3 separate regions of the Sus scrofa genome follow, and regions 1 and 2 are each linked to region 3. The links are chromatin contacts, called in public Hi-C maps. All regions are on one chromosome and are shown on one strand. Each heading gives the region's core, a stretch centred on a gene start, on an enhancer-like site or on the middle of the called end of the contact. The rest is flanking DNA. Distances are from core to core; before and after follow the strand shown.

The links. Hi-C and Micro-C count contacts between places; a contact is called where the count stands out from the background.
Region 1: a Hi-C map of liver shows a contact between it and region 3, with 4 times the contacts expected there. The contact joins the enhancer-like site here to the promoter of LOC102168101 in region 3. A contact is called at or near these places in 3 of 5 promoter capture datasets (fetal liver, fetal skeletal muscle and liver), 30 of 47 Hi-C or Micro-C datasets (adipocytes, alveolar macrophages, blood and 17 more) and 2 of 2 datasets of contacts at active chromatin or transcription factors (alveolar macrophages and skeletal muscle).
Region 2: a Hi-C map of epiblast stem cells shows a contact between it and region 3, with 1.5 times the contacts expected there. The contact joins the enhancer-like site here to the promoter of LOC102168101 in region 3. A contact is called at or near these places in 2 of 5 promoter capture datasets (fetal liver and liver), 4 of 47 Hi-C or Micro-C datasets (alveolar macrophages, epiblast stem cells, heart right ventricle and 1 more) and 2 of 2 datasets of contacts at active chromatin or transcription factors (alveolar macrophages and skeletal muscle).

What each region holds. Positions count from the first base shown.
Region 1 is chr15:44,585,411-44,589,077 of Sscrofa11.1, reverse strand. No RefSeq gene overlaps it. Among named protein-coding and RNA genes, the nearest start is that of WWC2, 28 kb to the left of the region's middle. Within about 2 kb of position 1,322, at least 3 of the 83 cell types and tissues checked have an H3K27ac peak or open chromatin away from gene starts, as enhancers often do. A contact at or near this core is called in fetal liver, fetal skeletal muscle and liver, where this site is marked.
Region 2 is chr15:44,607,935-44,611,316 of Sscrofa11.1, reverse strand. No RefSeq gene overlaps it. Among named protein-coding and RNA genes, the nearest start is that of WWC2, 6.1 kb to the left of the region's middle. Within about 2 kb of position 1,461, at least 4 of the 83 cell types and tissues checked have an H3K27ac peak or open chromatin away from gene starts, as enhancers often do. A contact at or near this core is called in epiblast stem cells, where this site is marked.
Region 3 is chr15:44,749,540-44,753,224 of Sscrofa11.1, reverse strand. LOC102168101 (lymphocyte antigen 6E) reads left to right here and starts at 2,093. Exons shown (of 3, transcript XM_013984013.2): 1 at 2,093-2,560; 2 at 2,563-2,642; 3 at 2,644-2,928. The coding sequence starts at 2,314. The coding sequence ends at 2,904. It overlaps WWC2 (protein WWC2), which reads right to left. Exons shown (of 25, transcript XM_003359464.5): 9 at 1,931-2,077; 10 at 558-631.

The sequences.
Region 1 (3,667 bases), core at 73-2,572, 160 kb after region 3:
AGTGTCTGGACTTACTGAGGTTCAGGTTTTTATGGCTCCATGCAGAAGGAATTCAGCGAGAGACAAAATGATAGGCAAGAAATAGACTTATTAAGATAGGATGTTTGTGAGAGATGCAAGCAGGCAGGCAAGGAGGCCCTGGCCCCAGGATCCAGTGGGCTATAGAGGTATCTTTAAATATGCAAAGAGCATCACTGCTTTTTACAAGAGGCTGATTGGTCTACCTGTATTGAAGGAAGCTGCACTGTTTGCTATCTTGAGATTTCTTCCAGATTTATGATTCCAACTTGATAGGAATTTTATTTAATTCAATTCATGCAACATTGGCAGTAATCTATGAGTACCATAAAATATGTCATATGTTCTATTTTGAAATATTTTATGTCTCAGAGTTCCTGTCATGGCTCAGGGGTTAACAAACCCAACTAGTATCCATGAGGACACAGGTTCGATCCCTGGCCTTGCTCAGTGGGTTAAGGATCTGGCGTTGCTGTGAGCTGTGGGGTAGGTCATACGTTCAGCTTGGATCCCCATTGCTGTGGCTGTGGCATAGGCCAGTGGCTACAGTGCCAGTTCGATCCTTAGCCGGGGAACCTCCACATGCCATGGTAAGGCCCTAAAAACAAAAGGAAAAAAAAAAAGAAATATTTTAGATTTCATATGTAACAACCTTTATTGTATTATACAAAGCCCATGAAATAACAGTTTTAGTACAAACAAGACTAAGTAGAATTTTTTAAAACACCAGACAGAAATCTTTGAATAATACTAATTTTAAATAATTTTGCTTGCTTTTCCAGTTTATGTGGACTGCTTATGACTTATAAACAGCTGGTATACTTTTTTTTTTGCTTTTTGCTTTTTGAGGGCCGCACCCATGGCATATGGAAGTTCCCAGGCTAAGGGTCCAATCGGAGCTACAGCTGCCAGCCTACACTATAGCAATGTGGGATCCAAGCCGAGTCTATGATTTACACCACAGCTCATGACAATGCCAGATCCTTAACCCTCTGATCGAGGCGAGGGATCAAACCTACAACCTCATTGTTCCTAGTCGGATTTGTTTCTGCTGCGCCACAACAGGAACTCCTCCAAACAGCCAGTATTCTTGAATAGCTATTTTGCGCTAGACACTGAACTGGTGATAGTCACAGGTTAGCTGCTCAAAGAAATAGGATTTTAAAGACCACATACAGTAAATTATTTGATATATGAAGGAGATGCACATAAAGCCTATTTAAATGTGTAATGCAACACATCTGTGCACAATCCTTAGATAAAAGTTTTTTGTTTGTTCTTAAAAGTTCAGTATGATGTAGAGAAAATAAAGTCCAACCGTTTAGACAGCCAAATAGGAGATGAAACAGATGGACTCTGAACTGCCATAAAGGCCAGAAAATTCTCCTGCCTCTTTTGGCTCTCGTATCATAACTGGCATGAAAAGTCCATTTTTCTGCCATTGTGGTTGTAAGTTGCACAGCCTTATGCTTTTTTCTCTCCTATATTGACCCTTCAAAGTTTATATCATAGATGATAGAATAATAATTTATAAAGCATTTACTTAAATGTGGAAGATTGAGCTCCATAAAACTAATTTGGGCTCAATGCCCAGAGAACTCTCATATTGAGAATTTCTTGGCTCAAATATATTCACTAGAGCCACATATTAGCTAAACCTCTTAGTGGATTTCTAGTAAACTCTGTGACGGGAGAGAAATGTATCATAGGGCCGGTATTGATTAACATTGAACTGTAGAGAGGTTGTCTGTAGTACAGTGATTTTGTACACGAATATACACAAGGTAATACACATGCGTATTTGCAGACATGCAGTTAAAAGTCATGGTCACCCGATCCCTGTTGGCTTCTGGCTGGTTTTTGGTTTTTGAGTGAAACAGCTACAAAGTCCACTCCTATGTTTTGCTCTGGTTTCTCAATGCAAAAAAAAAAAAAAAAAAAAAAAAAAAAAGTGTGTTGACAAGTGACAACAGAAAGCGTGTTGAGAAAGGGGGCTTTTCTTTTTAGCAGAGCACTCTTAGCCTCTTTTGAAAAGTCCAAGGTGCAAACAGGAAGACTCTCTCTACAAATGGATGAAGCAACCTCCTACCTCTTAGACCAAGTCTTGTTTTGGGCTTCATCCAAGGATTCCTGGGTGTGAATGCTTTTGCTACCCTGGGTTTGTTAAGAATCAATAGCTGCCCTGGCTGGTGGTCTCTATAAGTGTGCAGGATCAGGGCAGACCAGACAGGTGCAGGTATAAGGCCCTGCAAAGAACTGGAAAGAGTAGGAGTTCCTGTCGTGGTTCAGTGGTTAACGAACCTGACTAGTATCCATGAGGACACAGATTTGATCCCTGGCCTTACTCAGTAGGTTAAGGATCTGGTGTTGCCCTGAGCTGTGGTGTAGGTCAGTTGCGACTCAGATCCCGCATGGCTGTGGCTGTGGTGTAGGCCAGCAGGTATGGCTCCGACTTGACCCCTAAAAAAAAAATTAAAAAAAAAAAAAAAAAGAACTGGAAAGGGTAGACCAGTCATAAGAAGGAATGACACTTTTAATCTCACAACACTGCCATATGGAAAGATGTACCTAGAGAGTGTGACTGTTGTTTCAGAATCTACTGTTTGTTCTCTTCTTGCTGCTTTCCTTTTGAATTAACATGGTGTCATTGGACATATGCATAAATATGAAGACATCCTTCTTCTGACTGTATTTCTTTTTGTGTATGTATGTCCAGCACCTTCTCTTAGGAGAGCTTGATGAATCGACCACAGCCCGGGGGAAAAGCCTGAACTGAGCCAAGGCTCAGCAAGACCTTGGCCGGATTCCTGGCGGCACCACATACTGGCTGGGTGACGCTAACGACTGCTTTACTTTGGGCTCTGATCTTACTGGTTAACAGGAAGAGGCCGACACCCACCTCAGGGGACCGAGAGGAACACTGAGACAATGTGCCTACCGGTGTCTGACAGGGAAGGACCATTCAGAGTTGGCTCACTTCTCCTCCTCCCTCTTCTGGCCTCTAACAGTCTTCTCTCTTTGGCATCCCTGTGTGTTTAACTCCTTACCTCAACAGATAATTTATGTAACCTTGGAAAGAAAGTATGTCTTAAAAGACTTAGTCCTGGAGTTCCCGTCCTGGTGCATTGGAGATGAATCCGACCAGGAACCATGAGGTTGCTGTTTGGATCCCTGGCCGTATTCAGTGGGTTAAGGATCTGGGCGTTGCCATGGGCTGTGGTGTAGGTCACAGACGAGGCTCGGATCTGGTATTGCTGTGGCTGCAGTGTAGGCCAGCAGCTGTAGCTTCAATTGGACTCCTAGCCTGGGAACCTCCTTATGCTGAGAGTGTGACCCTAAGAAGCAAAAAAAAAAAAAAAAGACTTACTCCTTACTGAATACATTTAACTTTTTTAGGTTGCTAATTTAGAAATCTCATAATTTCAAACTTTTCAGTATCTTTGACAATAAGTATTTACAAATTATAATGGACTTTCTTTTTCCCCAACCTCTGAGTCCTCTTCCTAAGCTTGGATATAGCCCCCTGTGGAAGCCTTGATGGAAAGCAGGGGATGTCTCCTGCTAGGGGAACCATAAAGGAGGGACAGGTGGTATGTCAACGTAGCTCAGCCAATCAGATGCTCCCAATGTGGTACTGAACTGGGCTCAG
Region 2 (3,382 bases), core at 212-2,711, 140 kb after region 3:
CAGGTTTTTTTTGGGTTTTTTTTTGTTTGTTTGTTTTTTTGTCTTTTTGCCATTTCTTGGGCTGCTCCCGTGGCATATGGGGTTTCCCAGGCTAGGGGTTGAATCAGAGCTGTGTTGTGACCTACACCGCAGCTCACGGCAATGCCAGATCCTTAACCCACTGAGCAAGGCCAGGGATAGAACCTGCAACCTCGTGATTCCTAGTTGGATTCGTTAACCACTGAGCCACGACAGGAACTCCTAGAAACACGTCCAGGGTCTTTAAGTGAAAAAAGGCAAAGTACAAAGGATGCTTGCTAACTTCACTGGTGATGTGCCAATCATAAAATTTAAAGAATGCAGCTTCCTCTGTATGTCCCTAGTATCAAAGGAAGAGTTCAGACAATAAATTAAGAGAATGGGGGCTGCCAGGAAGGTCCCGTCAGAGCAGTATGCATGAGGAAAATGATCATTAAAGAAAAGGATGGGGTAGAGCTGTCTGGACTCTGGACGTGATTCCAAATTGATTGGACTCGCATGGCAGGGCGTGCTTGTAGAAGGAAATGGATGTTGGAATTCCAAGGTGAATCGGGTGTGCAAGAGCCCAAGACTGGCTGGAGCCGTCTAGTTAGGAGACTGGTGTGATAGTATAGGTATGAGAGAGATAAAGGTCAGGATTAGAAATGGGGTGGGGGGCACAGAAAGGAATGATCTGGCAAGAATTTGCTACTGATTAGATTAAGCAGCGAATAGACCAGAAGGAGGAATCTGGTATGATTCCAAGATTTTAGGCCATCAAGACAGACTCAAATAGCCGAAATAAATGAGGAAGTCCAAAGGGGGATCTGATATGGAGTTTGATTTTAGAAATTAGAGATACCCAGCAGAAAGTGAAAGGTCAGGACTCCAGCTCAAACAAAAGGTCAGGACTGCAAATACCTGGTTGAATGTCACCCATCTGAAATTCTGTAAGGGGCTAAGGATTCAGGACTGAACCTTGGGAAGGAAACATCAGTGCACGTCTAATAGAATTAAGTAACCCATCTATAATCCTATTTTTGGCCTATAACGCTTCAGTAATTTGATATGATTTAGTTTATTTCTTTGTAAAATGTGGTCTCCATTTTCAGTGATGTGTTAAGAATTCCTTACTAGCGTGTAATCCATCTCTGAATGAATTATTGTTATAACCTTTATCGTTATGCTATTGAATCAACTCATGTGTAGGACAAGATAAACTGGTTTGCAATATTTTAATATCTTCTGTTTCCTCAAAGAGATCAGAGATTATATAAACCGGAACTTCTAAATAAAGAGAACTTTTTTTTTTTTTTTTTTTCTGAATCAAACGTGAGACTTTTTGTTTTTGCTCTTCTGCAACTGAAATGTTAAAATACATGACATCTCTAAGTATTATGACTAGGTAACCCTAATCCACAATTCCTAAATGTTACTGTCTAGACAGTCCTTAAGAACACAGGCATGTGAGTTTTAAGAATCCCCAGTGCTGGGCCAAACCTGAAACCTCCATTACCATAACCACTTCCCTTCCAGTTAATTATTATAGCAACACCTTAGGCAAAAACAATCATTCCATATTCCAATAGTAAGCAACATCAAACGGGTTAGATTTTACCTTATTCTCTGCAGATGGAGACCCACATTGAGCTAAGCCTGTGGTTGCTGAAAAGATAGGGAACTTTCAAAAACAGTCTTCTCAGTGAAAAGGAACAAAAGTTAAAATGCCATGTTGGTATGTGTGAGGCTCTCTTGTATACAGGTGGGCACCTCTTGTATACTCTGTGCTGTAGGCTCTAGAATAAATATTCATTTACATTCTTCTTCTTATGTAATGAAATAATGTAAGGTTCCATTTTAAAGGTTTTTCCTTTTACCATCTTTAATTTACATGTTTTCCCTGTTTCAGCGTTATAGTCTATGTATTCCTTCTTCCTTATCTTTTAAAAGAATTTCAAATCTCCTTTCCTATTCTTCTGAATTTTCCATTAAAATCTTTATTTCTACTTATTACTTATCAGTCCTTCTCTTTCCCCCACTTCATCCTCTCTCTTCCTCTTCATTCTTGATTTCCTGGTCTTGACTCAATGCTGTGAATTTGGCTTTAAGCAATTTGAGTGCAGTATAATCTCCCACATGTGTCTGATTTGGGATATTTAAATTGAATAGTGAAAAAAAAATCCTATGTGATAAAACACGTTCAGAGAAAATGTATTTTGCCAATAAACTTATGGAAAGGTACACAACATCATTAAGAACCAGTAAAGTGGAAACTAAAGCCACAAGGAGATACTCATGCAGCCACTAAGTTTAATAATATCAGGTGTTGGTCGCAATGTGGAACAACCAAAACAGACAAAAGACAAAAAAAAAGAAAAAAGAAGAAAAAGGGTAGTGGGCAACTATATTTTGTGATATATATATATTCACAATATAATACATATTTTTTGGCTATGTTCGTGGCCATGGTTTTTTTTCGGGGGGGCTTTTTAAGGCCACAGCTTCGGCATATGGAGGTTCCCAGGCTAGGGATCCAATCAGAGCTGTAGCTGCCGACCTACACCACAGCCACAGCAAAGCGGGATCCGAGCTGTGTATGCAACCTACACCACAGCTCATGGCAATGCCAGATCCTTAACCCACTGAGCGAGGCCAGGGATTGAACCCGCAACCTCATGGTTCCTAGTCGGATTCATTTCTGCTGTGCCACGACAGGAACTCCCTATTGTGTGGTATATTTAAACAATACAATAGAGCAGTAGTAAAAGGATGAACTACATCTACACAAAACCCCTTTGGTAAATCTTTTCAAATATAACATTGTGTAAAAAACAAGAAACAAAAGAATTTGTACGGAAGGATTTCGTTCATATGTAGTTCACAAAAACAGGTAAAGCCAAACCATGTTGAGTAGAGATGCATACATAGGCAGTAAAAGTATTAAGAAAAACATATAAGTATGGCAGAAGTCAAGATAGAGTTAAGGACCTGGCAAGCTACAGTGTAGGTCTCTCTTTCTATCTGTCTCTCTCTCTCACACGCGCAAACACACATACCCCCCCCCCACACACACACATGCAGAAATACTATAGTTTTATCTTGAAGTGTGAGGAATACCCAACACCTGGGAAACCTGTTTTAATGAAGAAATGAAAATTTTTCTTCTAATTAGCACATTCAATGTGTGAATGAAAATTCCTCACTAAAGGCTATTCTTCCTAAGAAACCAAGAGTTCCCGTGTTTATTTATTTACAGATATTAGGACATATATACAAATAAGATCCAATTATAATAATTTTGTAAAATAAAGCTATAGCCTCCAAAGTGTTATTCTGTATCAGAACTTTTAAAGGCCACAATAAATTATGCACAACAATAATTTTA
Region 3 (3,685 bases), core at 844-3,343:
TCCGTCACCAAGGGAAAGACAAAAACGTCTCCCGGGCCTTCACCAGCAGAGTCACAAGGTAAGAAAATGGGATGGCAGGCAGGGGTGAGGAAGCGAGGATATGAAGTGAGCCGCACGGCAGCAGACACCTCAGCATCCTCCAGGTCACCAGCAGGGGGTCTTTGGGGCAAAGGAAGATGCTGGATGCTGTTTCCCTAAAACTTCTCAACTGCTACAAGCCACAGTATCCCGTTTCAACCTGCTTACTTTTAGTTGTAAATACCACACAAGCTCAAAGCTTCTTCCTTCCAGAAAGAAGGGGACAATTTCATTCCACCCTTCTCATTAATTCTCCTTGTTCTCAGCTTTGTGGGGGGAAGGGGGGAGCGGTGAGACAAGAGAGCAAGTATGGAGGGAACCCCCCAACCTTAGAATCTAAAAACTGCAAGGTGACCTTGGTAAGAAGGTGTAGGGAGCGCCCACGAGGTGTCACTACAGGCGCAAAGATCAATTCTGGGGAAGGAAACCTTGGTTGAGTCCGCTGACCACTGACCACTCAGCAGCTCCCCTGCTGTTACCTTCTTTTGGCTTCCTCGTACTGGAGGCTCAGCCTGACCTTTTCAGCTAAATTTGATCTGCTTCTCACTCCGATCTAGTAAAAAACAAAAGGGAAAAAGTCAATTAACTCTGCTAATGAATGAAATAAACTGCTTTTGTTTCTGGGAAGTACAACTAATTGAAAAGCTAAAGAAGATGGTTCTGAAATTGGGAACACCAGTTTAAAAAGGCACTTATTGGGAGTCCCAGTAGGGACAAAACATTTCTTTTTAATTCAAGCTTGTCTGTTTTTCAAAGACTTTAACATCATTTTCTCTACACATTAAATTCAAGAGAAAAAAATATCAGGTAAATGTTTCTGGAATCTAAGAGTTTGTGAAGGGCATACAGGTCAATAAAATTTATGAACTGGAACTAATTTCCTTGCCTCTATGAGCCATCATTTCCATCATTTAGCTTTCAAATGCACAAAACATAAACTAAATAACTTCAAAAATTAATTATTCAAACAGGTAAGCCTCTACTGTTGGTCTCTACCTGTTCATAGCACCAAATTCAAAGCAGCATAGAGAATACAGAAAATAACTGGAAACTTATTGAAAAGTAAATATCTGCTAATGGCATCCTCAAAGGTAGAACACAAATTGTTAATAATATTTAAATATTTAATAACATTAAATATTTTCTTTTCTTTTTTAGGGCCTCACCTGTGGCATATGGAAGTTCCCAGGCTAGGGGTCAAATCAGAGCTGCAGCTGCCAGCCGACACCACAGCCACAGCAAACCGGATCTGAGTTGTGTCTGTGACCTACACTGTAGCTCACAGCAACGCCAGATCCTTAACTCACTAAACGAGGCTGGGGATCAAACCTGAGTCCTCATGGATACTAGTCAGGTTTGCTTCTGCTGAGCCACTATAGCAACTCCCAACATTAAATACTTTCAAATGCCAGGTATATAAACCATAAATCAATCATTTTAATATAATCAACTTCAGATTTATAAAAACAAGTTTACTGGTTAGTTTTTAAAGGCATATATTTACCTTTCTCATTAGCCTTACTGTTTATTTGGAAGGACCTTAATTTCTAAGACTCTAAACTTAATAGGAAAAACTTAAAGTCTCATGTGTCTCTAGCCTTTCAATAGAGTCTCTAAATAAATACAGTATGACAAAGTTTGAACAAAGCTATTCATATGGACAAATCCTGATATGCCTGGCACCGAGGCAGAAAAGATAAGGCTATGCTTTTTAAAACCAATCTTATGAGTGTGAAATACTGAATGCACACAGCTGGAATTCACACCACCTTTCTAGCTCTGTTCCACCCATAGTGTAATTAGGGTCTATCGAGGACAGTGCTGGGCCAACCCTTCCACGTGGGTAACTTACATCTCCGGAAATGCTTGTCTGTGACCCGGCGTCCAGGGTCTGTCTAGAGAGAGATAAATGGGAGTTCACAGGACTGGATCTCAAGTCTGGCTCAGATGTGCCAGTGCTCTGGTCCAAATGAAACCGCTCCTGCAGCTTAGCAAGGCTCTGTTCAGGAAAGACCAAGTACCCCATGAGGCTTAGCATTTAAGAGGGTGAAACTTCCCCACTAGGTAAAATTAAATTGAAAGAACTGATCTCAATAGAAAAAAAAAATACTTTATCTTAGTAGGTCCTTATCACTTTAAGTTGTTGAAAAAAAATAGTGTAGAATATAATTTTTGCATATACACACAGGGCTTTGAAAGTATGTATGATCAGGCCGCCACCTTGCAGACCTGGGCATGGGCACAGGCATGGGCTGGGCAGCGCCGACAGGCGACAGGCGAGGGACCTGGGTCCAGCGGCAAGCAGGGCTGACTTTGTCTTCGTCAGACCCCAGACGGACACCTATCCCCTCCAGAATGAAGGTCTTCCTGCTAGCACTGCTGGCTGCCCTCCTGGGTATGGAGCGAGCCCACTCCCTGGTGTGCTTCTGTTGCATGAATAAGAACAGCAAGTTTTACTGCCTGAAGCCCACCATCTGCTCTGATCAGACAACTACTGCATGGTCATCTCTGCATCTGACAGCATCAGGAACGTGGTCGACTTTGGCTACACCCTGAACAAGGGCTGCTTGCTCCCCGATTGGTCCTGGCCCGAGCGTCAATCTCAGTGTGGCGTCTGTAGGCACCCACTGCTGCCAGAGCTTCCTGTGTAACATCAGTGTGACCCATGGCGGGCTGCTGGCCAGTGCCACTGTGCTGGGCCTTGGGCTCCTGCTCAGCCTACTGTCAGCTCTGCTGCGGTTTGGCCCTGACCCTGGGCTACTGTGCCCTGCCCAGACTCCCAAAGCTCAGGAAGAAAGGAAAGCCCAGCCCCTCAAGGGATCTTGAGGCTGACCCTGCTGATCCCACCCCCTCAGCCCTGGCACCCCACAGGCAACCCGCCCCCTGCACCTGCCAGCCACCCTGACTTTTGTGTCAGGCCTTCATTGGGGGGTACTTGGGAACAGATACTGAGGGTCCCACAGTCAGAACTGAGTTCCTGCTCCTGTGTGCCCCCAGGTATGGAAGATGGGCTGTGTGGACAGGCGTGTGGCCCATGTGTCCTGCCAGGCGTGCGTAAGCGTACAGCCGTATGTGAGGGAAGGTGTAGAAGTAAGTGTCGGGAGTCCAGTATCAGCAGCCCCCAGAACCCCAAGTGTCAACACAGCCCCTTCCCCCCAGCATCTCTAAGTAGCTCATTTTGCTTGGAGGGCAGCCTTCTGGGAGGCCAGGGTTCACCATCCCAGGTCTAGGCTGCTGACCAGGACGTGGCACCCACCTTCGGATCCCGCTGCAGCCCTTGCCCTCCACCCCCCACTGAAGCCCTCCTGCTGCTTTGGTGCCTCAAATAAACAAGGATGTTCCCACCCCCCTAAAAAAAGTGTGTAAGATCATCTTAAACAGGTTATCCTTCCCAAGACAGCCTGGGAATTTTTCACCCCATAAGTAACGCATCTTTATATTTAATGTTTCTTATTTCTAAAATTTTGTTAAAATGAAGTCTATGTTAATAAGAACTACTCACTTTATGTAGTAGAAATTACGGAAGCTTGCAATACCTATAATGCAATCTCATTTTAGATGTGGCAGGAAAACTTCCCACTTAGAAGACTTCTACAATTATGCCATT